Regions from separate parts of the Mus musculus genome. Here region 1 is linked to region 2. Evidence: chromatin contacts called from public HiChIP or PLAC-seq data. All regions are on one chromosome and are shown on one strand. The core of a region is the stretch at or near the end of the contact, and the rest is flanking DNA. Distances in the headings are between cores, read along the strand shown.

Region 1 (2,768 bases), core at 238-2,737, 470 kb after region 2:
TAAATAAGAATATGAAGAAAGTTTTATGCATAAAAGGGTGTACCATAATTATTACTGAAAACAAATTTAGTATTTAACTACAGAATAAGTAGTAATTTGTGATAAACACACATAAAATTCAGGGTTCCATATGCAGCCATGAAAAATAATTTTATTATAGAGACATTTATGAGATGACAGTAGATATAAAAGAATATCAAACTGAACATGCTCATAAACTCTGTTTTTAAAAATAAGATTCAAAGGCCTTTTTTTTTTTTTTTTTTTTTTTTTTTTGAGAAAAGGTTTCTCTGTGTAGCCCTGGCTGTCCTGGAACTCACTCTATAGACCAGGCTGGCCTCGAACTCGGAAATCTGCCTGCCTCTGCCTCCCAAGTGCTGGGATTAAAGGAATGCGGCACCACTGCCTGGCTCAAAGGCCAATTACGATGGATGGGAATACAAATAATGTTCTTGCTTTTTTTACATTTATTTATTTGTTTATTTTGCTTGTTTGTAAGTGTGTGGGCTCGTGTGGGCCATAGCACAAGAGTGAAGGTCAGATAAAACTTTCAGGAGTCTCTCTTTTATCATATGGGTCCTGGGGATCGCAGTCAGGCCTTTACCCCAGTGACCCACTGAGACATCCCGCCAGCCCTCTTTCAGGTTTTTTGAGACAGGATCTGGCTATGTAGTGCAGGCTGGTCTGGAACTCGTGATACCTCTACTTCCCAAGTGCTGGGATTACAGAGATGTGACACCATGAAATATATATTTTTTTATTATTGTCATTTGCCTACACTCTCCTTGTTTTCCACAGCCTAAATTGTTTCTTGACTATTTTCTGGTCTTCTGATTAGTAGAATTTTCTCCCTTTTCTACAAATTCAGACCACAATGTGTTGGTTCCAGCAGTGCGCAAACAGGTACAGATAAGCACTGACAAGTAATACTGCACACATTAGATAATTATACATTAACTAACCTTGGGGTTTTATAGATGTCATTATAACTTTGTGCTTTAATATCTATTATCTCGGTGTATGGTTGCGTTAATCAATAGAGTTTACTTTAAGATTGAAAAATAATTTTACAGCCCAGTCTGAATTGTGGCAGGGTGCTCCCAGAAGACAGCCTGCAGGACAGATGCACCACAAAGCGGCTGCCTTCAGCTCCATTTGCCACGGGTCATATCTTTCTCTTGCTCTCTTGACCCTATCCGACTTCTGTAGAGGTTCTTCAACTCCAATCTGTTTCCTCATCTCCCTGAGCATTCTCTTGTCCTGACGTCTTAATGGCCTGCTCTCTTCCAGACGTGGTAATTTGAAACCTTAGAGCAGACAGAGCCCATCCTAGGATTTCCTGAGGCTCTGAGTTTGCCAAAGGTCCTGCCCCAGTTCTCCAGGCTTGTCCCAGGTCCCTAGAACTTAACAACACCCCCAGTAAGCAAGGCATATGCCTGGATCAGCTCTTTCCTCTTTCAGTTCACAGACCAGCCTCCTAGAATTGTTGAAAACGGAGCCTGGACCGGGCACTTAGCCCAGTGATCTGGCACCCTCCGGTGGCCATGGGTAGGTGTGTCTTGGCTCTTTGCAAGCATTGGCTTTAGATCCCCCCGCCCCCCTCCTGTGACAGTGTAAAGAGATCTGCTATCAGGGATGGTCAGCTCCCCTTCTACCAGGTTCCTAACCATTCTATTGCCTGTCATTTGCTGATGAAGAAATTCAAAGAAGAGCCTGTTTGCCTTCCTTCTTACACAAATATATTTTATATCAAGACAGGCATGTTTATTTATTTATTTGTGTGTGTGTGTGTGTGTGTGTGTTTGTGTATCAGAGGACAACTTGCAGGAATGAAAAACTTTCAATTAATTCATAGCCACACATTGGTCCAGGTGTCAATTAAGCCAGGTTTGGTAGTACATAACTATAACCCCAGCATTTAGGTGGCAGAGGCAAGAAGATTATGAGTTTGAGGCCACTCTGGGCTACAGAGTGAGTTTGAGGTCAGCTTGGATAACACTGGAAAACCCTGTCTCACTAAACAGAAGAGAAAGAGGGAGAAGAAGAGGAGGAGAAGGAGGAAGAGGAGGAAGAAGAGGAAGAAGAGGAGAAGGAGGAAGAAGGGGAGGAGGAGGATCAAGCTAAAGTCCTAAAAGGCCTTGTGTCCTTGGTCCCAGGAGCCTCCTCTCCTTCAGGCTGGGTTTTGGCATCAGACACCAGCCCTTGCAATACCCGCCCCTTTTACAGCCATTGATGTGGTTTTCTTTGACTAGAGATGGAGGGGCCCCACTGAAACGGCAACCAAACAGGGAGCTTTTGAAGAGTGGACACATTAATAACTAGAGCAGCATGAGGCAGAATGTTGATGAGCTATCTGATCCAAACTGTTGGTTACTAGAAACAGTCAAATTACTAAAGATATGTTACTCCTAGGCTGGTCAAAAGGAAGACTCAGGAAAACTATGTCTATCAAAAACCTGGGTCAGCTGAGCTGGGCAGCCTGCAGCCGAGCACTAGAGAACGCCATTGCCTTTCTCTCTTGGGCCCTCCTGAACTCCCACTCAGCCTACCTCCCCTCTTCACTAGCCTTCTCAACCGGACTGCAAACAACTGACCCCTCTAGCCTCTGCATCTCTATGGTCTTCTGGTTTTAGCCCACAACCTACTTGAAGCTTCCCTCTGTGCCTCACTGCAGGTTCCCAAGAGAGAAGGCTTGACTTCTGCTTATCTCTTAAAACCAAAGCACACAGGACAAAGGTTGCTGGATATGGTTTATAGCCACACATCGG
Region 2 (2,829 bases), core at 108-2,607:
CTCCGCCCCTCATCCTATTTGGGTGGCATCACCATCACCACCCTTCCCAGGCTAACCCGCTTGACCACTAGAAATCTCTCTTTCGCTTTTGACTTTACTGGATCATTTTTGAGCATTACTGTCTCCATGGCGTTTCATTAAAAATACCACTTTTAACGTTTAGGACCATATCCCTGGGCAAAGATGTGGAGCTTAGGAGAGCACTCCCTGCTTCATGTCTGCTGGCATTAGGCAAAGACGGAAGGAAGCAGCTCAAAGCCTGCAGTAGGAAGGGATCGTTAATGAGGACTCAAGTTCATGTGTCTATGGTTAAAGCCAGCCATTTATTTAACTAAGACTTTCCATTCCCATGCACTCAATGGTTACTTTCATTTCAAGAAATATTGTTTCAACCCCTGAAATTCAGTTTGATTTCTTTTAAAGACAGCTCAACCTTTAAAAAAAAAAATCACTTTTTCTGATGTTCACGATCTCTCCCTTTTTGCATTTAATTATTCTTAAACATACTTTAAAACGATCTGTAGACACTAATTACTCTGTCAGGCTCTGGGGGGGGGAGGGGCACTACTGAGTCTGCTATTTACTGAGTCAAAAGACACTACGCAACAGAATATTTCCTTCTACTATTTTATATGAGTTTTATAGAACCTCATCCTAAGCCAGATTTTACCTACAGCTAGTTTGTTTCAGAACAATTTCATTAGAAAAACTAAAAGTTGTTAGTGTAGTGGCACCTGCCCGTAATCACAGCCTTGGGAGGCAAAGGAAAGGCTAGCCTGGGCCTCAGAGGCTGCTGCTGGGGCTGCTGCTGCTGCTGCTATAAAACAAAAACCTTTTCTGTTGATTTTTCAGCTTGGAGATTATTAGACTCCTCATTTTGTATAAAGCATAAACATAATGAAGGGCACACTTTCTTTGTCCTGAGATGACAACTATGGCATTTGTGTCCAAGCCTGAGAATCTGAGCTCACTCCCCAGACCCACACAATCAGGCATGAATGGTGGTAGGAGAGAGCTGAGTCCTGCATGTTGTCCTCTGGTAGTCACTGCCCCACCCCCCAACATGTACACAAGCCCACAAATCTGATAAACTTGCAAAAAATGATTTTCCTTGTTGTGGGTAGGAGTTTTTGGTTTTGGTTTAGCCATTCTGACAAGTCAGTCTTCTACTAGGCTTACCTCAGTCAGCGTTCAAGCTCCTGGCCTTCCTGAAGACAGAAGTGGAGACTTACACACAAGGTGAGAAACCGTCAGAAGTCTGCGGTGACAGATGGCATAGTACCATGTGCTGCATGGAGCAGACTCAGACACAGCTCCACACGGGTGATATCTGGACTACAGAAGGACAGTGTCACAGTGGGGGAAGGATGGTGCTGTGCCCATGGGTACTCGTAAGAAACTAAATAAAGTGTGAGGCCTGACTCACACTGTGTGCATTCATTTCCGATTGATGTGGTCCAGATATGAAACAACAGCATGTTTAAAGACTTGGAAGACATCTCTGTGATCTTGAGCTTAGTCACACAAAGTCCACTAACCACCATAAAAGACTGACACATAATCAACTACAATACTATGTGTTTTAAAACATGCCACTAACACAACAAGGAGCTCAGAGCAGAACAAAAGACAATTAAGATGTTATACATGCATACGTGTACACATGTTTATTCATAAAACACACATGTATGTTTACTCTTATACACATACACATACATGCTTATTCAAACACACATGTTTATTCATATACATATATGTTTATTCATATACACATGTCTTTACAGTCAAATCTAGAATGAATGCAAAAGAATAGTAAAAGACTCATACATGCCATTGGTAATTGATGATAGATTTTGGGATGTCTTCAATTGATTCTCTACTTTATTACCTATTCATGTGTGTATACCTGTATGTGAGAATATAGGCACACCGTGATGTGTTTGTGGAAGTTGAAGGAAATCTAGAATGTCAGTCCTTCCCTCTGCTATGTTTGAGGCAGAGTCTCCCTTGTTGTCTGCCACTGTGTACTCCAAGCTAGACCTTGAGCATCAAGGGAATTCTCTCCCTCCCATTTTGCATTTTGCAGTGGGATAACCAGGATTACACATAGGAGTCATCAAGCTCAGTTGTACATGGGCTCCAGGCATCAGGACTTACATAGCTAGTGTTTTTCCCCACCACCAACCCCTCTGCCCCCACCCTGTCCACCATATTTGTTCTTAGACAGGGCTACTCTTCTCTGAACCTGAAATCCGTGTTTGAAATTTAAACTCAGAACCTCAGGCATACACAGAAGATGTTTTACCTACTGAACTGTGTCCCCAGTTCCTCGGTCAGACTCATTTAAACTTTTTAAAAAAAGGATATAGTTCATGTTTGGGTATTTTGCCTGCATGTACATATATGTGCACCTAGCACACCATGGATTTCCTGAAACTGGAGTTACACACAGTTGTGAGCTGCCATGTGGGTGCTAGGAGATGAACCTGGAAGAGCAACCAGTGCTCTTAACCACTGAGCCATCTTTCCAGTCCTGGTCAGATTCATTTACTCCTTGCCATCCTTGAATTTTGTGTATAGCACTTTGGTTGATCCATTTCCAGAGCCTCCAGGCAACTGTTGGTTGCTCTCTGCCAATTCAAACAACATATTCAGTTTCCAAGCACTGATGTCTAGCACGGGACTTGCGGCTGTAGCTTGCAATCTGAATACATCTGCCTCCTCAAAGTAGCTCTGGGACTCTACCTATGTATCTTTAAACCTTTGAACAGCCATCCCTCAGTTCTGGGACTGGACAAGAAGGTATTTCCAATTTCCCCAATATCTTTC

What was found. HiChIP or PLAC-seq counts read pairs in DNA pulled down with a chosen protein or histone mark.
Region 1: a FOXA1 HiChIP or PLAC-seq map of pancreatic cancer cells shows a contact between it and region 2. The contact joins two enhancer-like sites. A contact is called at or near these places in 1 of 115 datasets of contacts at active chromatin or transcription factors (pancreatic cancer cells) and 1 of 9 other capture datasets (embryonic stem cells).

The regions. Positions count from the first base shown.
Region 1 is chr11:86,394,439-86,397,206 of GRCm38.p6, forward strand. No RefSeq gene overlaps it. Among named protein-coding and RNA genes, the nearest start is that of Gm33528, 12 kb to the left of the region's middle. Within about 2 kb of position 1,488, at least 86 of the 459 cell types and tissues checked have an H3K27ac peak or open chromatin away from gene starts, as enhancers often do. A contact at or near this core is called in pancreatic cancer cells, where this site is marked.
Region 2 is chr11:85,928,489-85,931,317 of GRCm38.p6, forward strand. No RefSeq gene overlaps it. Among named protein-coding and RNA genes, the nearest start is that of Tbx4, 44 kb to the left of the region's middle. Within about 2 kb of position 1,358, at least 9 of the 459 cell types and tissues checked have an H3K27ac peak or open chromatin away from gene starts, as enhancers often do. A contact at or near this core is called in pancreatic cancer cells, where this site is marked.